2 separate regions of the Gossypium hirsutum genome follow, and region 2 is linked to region 1. A link is a contact called in public Hi-C data. All regions are on one chromosome and are shown on one strand. The core of a region is the stretch at or near the end of the contact, and the rest is flanking DNA. Distances in the headings are between cores, read along the strand shown.

What was found. Hi-C and Micro-C count contacts between places; a contact is called where the count stands out from the background.
Region 2: a contact with region 1 is called in a Hi-C map of leaf, with 2.9 times the contacts expected there. The contact joins the promoter of LOC107910470 here to the enhancer-like site in region 1. A contact is called at or near these places in 6 of 34 Hi-C or Micro-C datasets (fibers, leaf and seedling).

Annotation. Positions count from the first base shown.
Region 1 is chrD02:9,855,636-9,860,923 of Gossypium_hirsutum_v2.1, reverse strand. LOC107910472 (type IV inositol polyphosphate 5-phosphatase 3) reads right to left here. Exons shown (of 13, transcript XM_041088408.1): 13 at 3,984-5,060. Among protein-coding and RNA genes, the nearest start is that of LOC107910472, 11 kb to the right of the region's middle. Within about 2 kb of position 3,008, at least 3 of the 9 cell types and tissues checked have an H3K27ac peak or open chromatin away from gene starts, as enhancers often do. A contact at or near this core is called in leaf, where this site is marked.
Region 2 is chrD02:9,934,380-9,939,667 of Gossypium_hirsutum_v2.1, reverse strand. LOC107910470 (40S ribosomal protein S18) reads right to left here and starts at 2,290. Exons shown (of 4, transcript XM_016838309.2): 1 at 2,138-2,290; 2 at 1,740-1,900; 3 at 1,277-1,465; 4 at 677-957. The coding sequence starts at 2,140. The coding sequence ends at 852. It overlaps LOC107908041, which reads right to left and starts at 3,859. Exons shown (of 3, transcript XM_016835315.1): 1 at 3,326-3,859; 2 at 3,077-3,264; 3 at 2,873-2,984. The coding sequence starts at 3,859. The coding sequence ends at 2,873.

The sequences.
Region 1 (5,288 bases), core at 1,759-4,258:
TCCTAAAACTTTTCATAAAATCATACCTTAGTTATGATATTATTATTCACCAAATTTGATAGTTATGTTTTCAAGCTAAGGAGATATGTTGAATCTTGGATCTAGATCTAAATCCTTCTAGCTTTCAATCGAATGATCTTCTCCGCTATTTTTGAACCCTCAAATGCTTAGAGTGTGGGCTCTATTTAAATAACCGAACACAAGATGAAAATTGAGGCTTTTCAATAGGGAAAATGGACTTTCCCTAGAGGAAATCCAAAACTAAAAAAATTAAATCTCACAAATTTGAATTATAATTGCCAAGGAAAATACAATTCTAATCTCACAAATTTGAACTAAAAGTACTCACAAAAAATAGAATTTATTTGAGTTCAAAAAATAACCGAAATAAATTTTCACTAAAATTCATCAGAGTATCCTCATATATACGTGTTTATATTTCAACAACCCTTAGCCTCTATATATAGGGAAAAAATCACAAAAAGTTCCACTAGAATAAATAGAATGGGAAAATAATATTTCAATAAAAATTAAAGTTCTATTAGAACTCATTGGGAGGGACTAATCCATAAGTTAGGTAAACATGGTTAATTACTTACTCCGTATTAGGGTAAGTCACACCATGAACATTAAAAGTGAATAAATTCATAAATGGATCCAAGATAAATTATACTTGGTTCTATTCTAATGTATTGTCAATCTAGACAATCACGCATATGTGTCTATTTTCTGAAAGTCAACTGCTCTGATACCCAATATAATGTATCTCTCAAGTTAGACTAACCCTATGAGTCAATTGTTCATTTTTATTCCATAAACTATGAACAATTTAGATTACCTACTCATATAAGTTGTCTTCTCGCGTCATAATCCTACAATATGATGCAACTTAATATTTGTTAAACCCTTAGGTAATCAATTAGCTAATATGTGTTCATTCATTTTTCTTTTCATGCAAAAATCATTTGAGGAAAATCAATCAAAGATATAATAAATTAATTATGGAATTTTATTTATCCAATTAGTTTGAAAATTATAAGTAGAATGATATAATCCTTGCATTAAGGTCATAAAATCCTAATAAAAGAACCTACCCATAAATAAGTTTGCAAGCTCATTTAAAAATGAATGGAGCCCCTCTTGGATAGGAAAAATATCAATCGCCTGCATGGTCCCTTAAGGTCATCAAGAAGGCAAGACACTTCAATGCATTGAAGGCGCCTAGCATATTCATGTGGTTTTTGTAGTGTGCCAAATGCTCTTAGAGGTCATCTTTGGCAACATCAAAGTTGGAGACATGAACTCTCTTGCCACCTTTAGAGCCAAAGTCTTATTAGAATAGTCTCATTCAAATTCAACGAACTTGGTATTGCGAAAAGCTTCATTTTCTTTTCTGAGGGCTTGTATTTGATATTAAGAAAAGTGAGCTAGTTATTAAGGATCTTGCATTTGTAACTGATATGGTGGGTTCATCGTTGGATTTCTATCAGACCTTGGTTTCCTCCACTTCCACTTGTTAAGAAAAGATTGTCCCTTTTACCTTTGGTTGGATTTTACTTTTAGAGGTTTTTGTTTACCCTGAGCTCTTTAATGATCTTCTCGTTTCGCAAGTTTACTTCCTGCTGTTGTTGGTAAAAAATTTGCTATATAGATATATGTTTTTCAAGAATTATCATTTTCTCTTGCACTTTCATAAACTGGTATGAGCTAAAGTTAAGGTTTTGCAAAGTTTATTCACCATGAGGGGTATAAGGCTGGCTTTGTTAATTCAGTAATTAACATAATATCTAGGTGGGGGTATTGTGTATAGCTAACATAATGTGGATAATATAATATACAGGTTATACGGATCGTAATGACGACTTGGTTGTGTCTTCTATTGGGAGAATTATTGTAGTGCATTAGAGAACTGTTAATCTTAGGTTGTTTAGGGTTGCGGTTGAGCTTGGGGGCCTTGTTCTTGTTCATCTATATTTGCAAGGATTGTTCATGATGAAAATGTGAGTGAAAAAAGGATAGGGGACAAATTTGAAAAGATAGTTAACCTTAAGGGGGTGAAGAGCCATGAAGAGAAGAGAAGGTGGTTGAGATATTGTTGAATTGGAGAGAAAGCTATTAAAGAATAATGAGGAAGAAGAAGAAGAAAACTCCCCTACTATGGAGCCAAGAGATGCATATATAAAGTTGACTCTTCTATGCCACGTGTCCTTCTCTAATAGACATGTTTGTCGTTCAGTCATTCCTTGTTAGGGAATGTCTCATTTGTGTGGTTGGGTTATTAGGGTAGTTAAGTGGCATATCCTTGGTCCCAGACGAAGCATGCACGATGCAAGATAAACCACTGGCAAAGCATGGTAGCAATGATATCTTTAATTGAGTATGTGTAACATATCTAAACATGACATTTTTCTCATTGAAAATTTTAATAAAAAAATCCTTAAATCTAATTTTCGAAAAGCAAAATTATAGTAATTAATCAAATATATATGTGAACTGATATTATACTTGTAATTATAAATATATTCTATTTGTGATAGTGAAACTCTAAAAGAAATATAATCAGATATAAATACTATAATTTCGTTATACATGCTATCCAACCCCTTATCACCAATAGAGATCTTCACTTATTCGTCATTAGCCTATCATGTAATTTACATGTGAACAGTTATATTGAATTTTTAAGCTCTTTATATTTATATTGATAGCATAAGCCATGTGGAACAATACATCTATGAAATTTTCCTTCTTCCAATTATTTATTTTTAACTAATTTTATTTTAAATATAAAATATTTAATAAAATTCCAAAATCAATCAAAACCCTCACTCAAAATATATTGAACATCTCGACTTTAATCAGTCTAGATAAAATTAAAGCATCCTCAACTAAAACATTTGTAATTTGATGTGATCGTATTCAAAACAATAATGATTGAAGTAAATAGTCAAACCCATCTCGACAAGACCGTGGGCTACCACTGATCACATTTCCAATTGTTGCAAAGTATCTGAAGCACAAGATCGGTAGGGGGCGCTTTGCCCCTCCAAAAATATAATGTTTAATTATGAAAATTTCATTTCAACCCTTAAAAAGTTTTTAATTTTCCTCTTTTTCTACAGCTTCTTAATCACACAGCATCTCCTTCGATTACAACATGGTAAGGATTCCTTTTAATTATTCAAATAAGAAAGAAAAATCTATCCATGATTCTATATGACATAATATATTAAAATTACTTCTCTTTTCATATTTCTTATTCAACCGGCTTTTGTGCATATTTAATTAATTATGTGGCTGACGATACCAAGCAGATATTTGTAACGGGTGGAATGTATGCCTCAACCATAATAAACATGCCAAACTTGAATTCTGTTTTTTAGTATACGTACCAGACCAGAGTTAGCATTAGCCTAAAGTTTAGAGGATAAATATGACATTAACCTAAAGAAACAAAAAAGGTTTTCACCCTAAGATTTGGGTTATATTTGCTAAACCCTCCCCATCTTTTAATTTGTTTAAATTTATGCCATTACGTAGCTTTATATCAGGGTGGTTCTTATCATATCGATAATGGTTGTATCGGGGTATACTATTTTAGTCCTTAATTAGTACCAAATAATTTAAATTTCATTTTGATCAACATTTTCCATGGATTTTGACCTTTCATATATTTATACTTATTTCAATCAATACTAACTTAAACTGGTGCGTAACAAGATTAGTACAAAATTTTATATTTTAAACTTTTTTTTTATCTTAAATCATTTTAAAAACTACATTAAAACTTGAAATTATTAAGTTAATTATTAAACTACGTTATTTAACTTAATTAATAATTTTAAAACTTATATTTGTATATAAATATGTATAATATAAATTATATAAATGTAATTGAATTATTTTTGCACATATATACAATATAATTTATTAAGAAACTAAAAATTAAACTATAAATATACATATATGTGAAAACAAAAATATCAATAAACTTAAAATGATACATTAAAATAAGACACTGGTACATTAAAAACTACCTCGGTTTACATATAAACTTGAAGTGAAACCAGTAATTTAGGCCTGGTTAGGTGTAAGATTCAAGGATTGGTATTCATTTGGAATTTTCCTCAAGGCAGGCAAACAATTAAACCATGATGAGTAAATCCCAATCTCAAAGAACAAACAGTGAAGTAAAAATAATTCTACAGAAAACCCAGATAGATCAGCACGACATTTGATGATCTTTCAAATTTAATATAAATGAATCCGTTCATACTTCCATTTCACAACCAAAAGAAGTACAGGAAAAAGATAAAAATGGCTTATCTTTTATCTTTAAAAGCTTAGGAAAATGTTAGTCATGGCATGTTATACAGAAGATAGCTGAATAAAGAAACATCTAATGGCTAATGTAATGACCTGCCTAAGGTCACCATGTATCTGGTTGAGAGATGCATACAGGCCATAGGTTGCATACATTTATGAAAAACATATTTTCTTTAACGTCACTCGCAGATATTTGCCATATTAAAGCTATAGAAAGACTGTCAACAATACGAAGTTATAGATAATGGTAAAAGTACATTTATATTAAAGTGAATATGTAAGTGGCTCTTTCTTTTTACCATGCAAGAAGTCAAGATTCATGTGACCACTGGTCACTTTTCACACACCAAAAGCAGAGAGATAGAGAATATGGGTTTTTTTTTTTTTGACAAAAAGATAGCACCAAAACACATGCATTGACTATCTCTCTTTTTACAACACCGAGTTTTTATGAGCTAGAAAAAGCTGTTGGCAGAAGGGAAAATTTATAAAACTTTATTCGAATGCCTACATGCAAACTAAGCTCTGATTTTATTTGGCATTGTTCTTGAATCTATTTGTGGAACCCCTAGAATTGATGCATTTATACAATGATTGCAATATACAATATGGTAACACAGAAAAAAAAATGAATGAATCTAAAGTGTAGGAAATATCAAGAGTTATAGGAGCTCTCACCCCTAGCCTCAAAGGCTCAGGCATAGATTAGCATCCCTTCATATCTCTCGGCTAGCCTATCCTGCATCAGAAAGCAAGCCTTTTGTTTAGAGAAATAAACAAAGCATATGTTTACGCAAGTATTGGACCCACTGCTGAAAAGACCCTGGACCCAAGACTTCTCATAGGGATGTGATAAAAAATCAGGAAAAATGATTTGTTCTTAATAACCTTTCCCGCATGAGATCACCTAATTCCATGTTCCAATTTTCTATCTATTTCATCCAATCAGAATAGAATTCCAT
Region 2 (5,288 bases), core at 1,041-3,540, 79 kb before region 1:
ACCATAAACGCGAAGCCCTAATCTAATTTTAAAAAATTTATAATTAATTTAATTAAAAAACCCTAAACTCTAATATCTTATTTATTTAATTTTTTCTTTAAAACTCTAAACCCAATAACCCTAACGCAGAGGTACGGAGAAAACGCTTACTCAAGGAAGCACTTTGTCCACGTGGACACAAAACGCGCCCTCAAAGACGCATTTTCTATCCACGTGGACAAAACTCTTCCTTGAATAAGCATTTTCGTGCTTTGTCACTGAATAACACGCTGACGTAAACGCATTTTTGAAGAAATAAGCCTATTCCGATAATTAATTTTTTACCTGGCTCATTTCAATAATTAAAAAAAAACTTTTATTAATATTTTACCCAAATTCCTGAATATTTTAGGTCTTCACATTTCAGTCTAGTGCAACCAATATATCAGGCGGCAACGTCAAAACACCGTAACAAAATGCCTATTTTCAATTAATATTAAATAAAGATAATATATTTTCATATAAAAGGAATCATTTATAAATATGAGCACCCAACATGAACAACCATGTGAGGTTAATACCCATATGTGAATAACCCAATCTGGTCATGGACGCCACCAATTCTTCAGGACTTGGACTTGAGGTGAAGAAAACATGTGTAATCTTTATCTATCAAAGCAGGTATCCTTAATCTCAATTGATAAAAAGATCAAACAATCGATTAAAAGAGAAACACTACTTGTCTGCAAGGTTTAAAAAACCAACTAAAACAACAAAACCAAATCCAAAATTTTGTCTTTGATGCAAACATCGCTTAAAAGCAAAGAAATAAATATCTGCCTCGTCATACTATAGATTATGTTATGAAGAATTCAACGCTTCTTAGACACACCAACAGTCTTTCCTCGGCGACCAGTAGTCTTGGTGTGCTGACCACGTACACGAAGGCCCCAGTAGTGCCTCAGACCACGGTGGTTCCTGCATCACATTTTTACATCTATAGTTAGTTTAGTTGCCGTCCCATGCCCCAGTACCCCATAAAGTAACATCACAAATTGTTCATTTAACAATTTATCGTGTATACTAACCAAACCAATATATGAACACATGATGTATTCAAATTTCTAAGCTCTGATTATTGCAGCTATTTTCTCATCTTAATCAACGACAAACATCACCAATACAGCATAAGAACTTTGTAACACGAATTGGCCAAAGCAATTGTTCTTTTTAGGCATCGGATATACAAGGGAAAAAGCTAACTCTAGCACAGATCAACAGGAAAAAAGGAATTAACCTGATCTTCTTCAAGCGCTCCAAGTCATCTCTCAACTTCATGTCGAGAGCATTGGACACAACTTGGGAATACTTTCCATCCTTGTAATCCTTCTGCCTGTTCAAAAACCAATCTGGGATTTTAAACTGCCTCGGGTTCGCCACAATCGTCATGAGATTGTCCAATTCCTGTGCAGTCAGTTCACCAGCCCTAATAACGACAAAATTAGCACCAAGAACCGAAAGCCATTCAGCAATTTAATTATATCAAAGCCTACACTCTTACTCTACATATATACATAATTCGAACCTGGAAGAATACTCGATCTAAGTTATATTCGAATCAATGCAAAAACTATTGGGACCGAATCATATATCATTGCCTAAACTTTGTACCATAAATCATCTTATTCAAAATTAAGGACTATAATGGATATATAAACAGTATTTCATTGTACATGCAAATTTGAAAGATAAAAGCAAACCTCTTGTTCATGTCTACATCGGCTTTCTTGCAAACAATGTTGGCAAAACGCCTTCCGATACCCTTGATGGAGGTCAAAGCAAACATAATCTTCTGCTTTCCATCAACGTTGGTGTTCAGGACACGCAAAATGTGCTGAAAATCTTCGTTGGCCACCAGAGACTACACACATAAAACATTAAAATGAGGTTAAAAGCAACAATCTTTGGGAAGAAAATATAAACCACAATTCAAATAAGGTAAATCCCAGTTTACAAACGCTCATAACAACCCCTTTCCAGTTAGTCGGATCAAGAAACAAAGCATGTTAAAACTACAGGAAGAGATGAAGTAATGAATTGATGAGAAGAGAGTTGTGAATATTGGGGATTCGGATGCAAAAGATGGATTTGTAATTACCATTTTTTACGGGGGAAAAAGGAGATTCGGCGGAGAGAAGGGGCTCTGGGGTGACAGATGAGCTTTTGAAGTATACCAATGGAGGCCAAGCTAGAGACTAGGGTTTCTTCTAACAAATTATATATTGATTGCGGTAGGGCTTTTAGGGTTGGGTTTTTGGGCTAAAACCCAAAATCATTCTTTTACTTTTGGACAACCAATATAAATATCAATATCCATATCCATATACTTCAAAATAATAATAATATTATAATTATTATATTTAAATAATATTTATTTATTTAAGTGAATAAGTTTTTAAATGGTAGTTATTTATTTCTTTTATACACAAAAATTATAGTTATTTAGTATTAAATATAAAAGAAAAAGTTGTACCGAAAAAATATATAAAAGAAAAAGTATCTAAGTGGTAATTATTCCTTTAAAAGTAATTCCTAAATGACTTATTTGATAAATGTGTTAGAATCAAATTTTAATTTTTTGGTAATTATTTTAAAAAAGAATTGATAATTTTAGTATGGAATATAGTTTAGTCAATTTTTCTATTCAAAAGAAAATAATTTGACTAAAATTTGAAAGTTAAAGGACTAGAATGATTAAAAAAAGAATAAAAATTAAAGTGACAAAATGATTAAACATTAAGGACTAAATTTATCATAATGTCAAAAAAAAAAATTGAGTAGAATGTAAATATTTTTTTTTAATTCATTGCCTCCCTTACCATATGGCTAAATTTCACCTGGCAGGGCCTTCAACAAAGAGACTTAATGCTTGATCAACTGAGTTACCAGCGACTAATTTCAAAGCCTTGATGCAATCCATTTCCACTTCTACGTTACGGTAGCCTCTATTCCGTGCAATGATCAAAGCATCAGAATTGCTCCACAATATGCATCCGTAGCCTAGCAACTAGTAGTTCCCTTTCTCATTACGTAACACCCATCAGCCTTAACCTCCTCATCGTTATTGACTTTAATCCAACCAGATGGTTGGGGAATCCATTTAACACCTCGAGGTAACCCAGTTGCCTGGACCAAATTTATGTGTTTCTCCAAATGAATATATTTTTCATTGCCAAATGCATCCTTCAACGATACAGTTACCATTTCTGAGAAGCATCTTATTCCCTGACTTCCAAATTGTACAGCATAAAAGACCAAAGAATGTCTTCCATTTGGTTTCTTGCACATCCGTGTCCCCATTATCAACAATATTATGCAGTAGCCAAATAATCAGATCCAAGATGAAAAAGAGACTTTGGAGTTGACTAGGAACTGCCATTTGACTATATATACTTTGTGCAAAAAGGCAGTCTCTTAGCACATGTAATGAGGTCTCCTGAGAACATCCACAAAAGGGACATGTCATATCATTTGCCATCCTCCTTTGACAACGCTCACTGTTTGTTAGCAGGCTTCCTTTGATGGTTATACAAACAAACTGCCTCACGCGTCGAGGCAATTTTGTTTTCCAAAGTCTCGACCACATATGGTGATCATTTGCCTCCCATTTATCTCTGGACAAAGTGTTGTAGGCCTCTTTCAACGTATACCGTCCAGATTTAGAATCACCCCATAAAAGCATATCATAGCCAAGGCTAACAGCAGATGGTTGAACCGCCACGATTCTCAAGATTATATCTGGTTGCAACATAGGTGCGAAACGGGACCAGTCCCAGTTACCAAATTGATCGATCATATCTCCTACTTTAATATTTGCCATATCCTCGTTGAAATAGAGACCATGACTCTTCAGAATTCCACTACCTGGCGGTTACGGCTTGGACCATCTCCAAGAGACCAATAAATGTTCTCACGAAGACATCTCCGTACCTTAGAAAATGAGCGCCAAATAGAAGAGCAGGCAGTTGGACTAATACTCTCAAGGCACCCCTCGCATAGTTTATTCTTAGTGTGTAAAACCCTAACCCAAAGCGCCTCATTGTTCACCACTAACTGGAAACCCAGCTTTAATAAAAATGACTTGTTCTGATCGACTAGCCTTCTCATATCCAAACCTTCATTTTCAATAGGTTGCAACAGCTCACTCACTTCACAAGAGCTGGTTTTTTAACTGTATCCATTGAACCCCAGATAAATCTACGAGCTATTCGTTCCATCTCCTACCAAACACCAATTGGAAAAGCTAGTGACTGCATGAAAAAACTGGGTATAGATAGCAAAACAGATTTCACCAATGTGATTCTCCCTGTTAACGACAGCAGTTTGCCATTCAAACAACTTAGTTTGCTTTGCACCCTTTCAATTATAAATTGGAAAGTTCCTCTATCACTCTTTTGTGTAGGATCGGGACTCCAAGATACTTCCCTAACTCCTCACCTTGTTGAAACATTCCAACGAGTCATCCACATTAAAAGAAAAATAGATATTTGTTTTGGTCGCATTAACCTTATGCCCTCTCGGCACAAAAAAGTTAAACGTTATGCCCGAAGTACCTTCCGAACTGACTCAAAATTCGTAAGACAACATCAGCTTGCTCCAAGTCTACATTGCAAAAAAGAAACAAACCATCAGCAAAAAAGAGGTGCGAGAACAACTAACCATGTCTCACCAACTTCACCAGTTGTCATTCCCCATCAGCCACTTCAATACTATGAGCAAGTTTCTCCATAACAATTACAAAAAATAAGGTGATAATGGTGCCCCTAGGTGGTTTGAATTCCTCCATCAGTTGAAGTTGAAATGCAATGCACAATAATGATCACCAAATTAATGGGAAGGTCTGCATCAACTAGTGAATCTTTAATGAAGCCCCACATAAGTATTCTCTAAATCAACCAATTGTCATCCTGCCTTTCATTTCGGGTTTTTATAAAGTGGATCACTTCTTGACCAATGATAATATTATCACAAATGCTTCGTCCAACCCCTAAGTTGAAGCTCACTTGTTTCGATGAGATTATCTTTGACAAAATGGGCTTCAATTTATAAGCAATTAGCTTAATAACAACTTTGTAAAGTACTGTGCACACAAGCTAGTTGACAGAAATTGAGCAAGACATTGAAGATTTGGCACTTTTGAAATCAACACAATTAGTGTCTTGTCAAAAGCCAACTCCAAGTTGTCACCAATAGAAACACCTCTAACCATCTCATGTTAGAATAAGATTTAGTATTTATGAGTATAATAT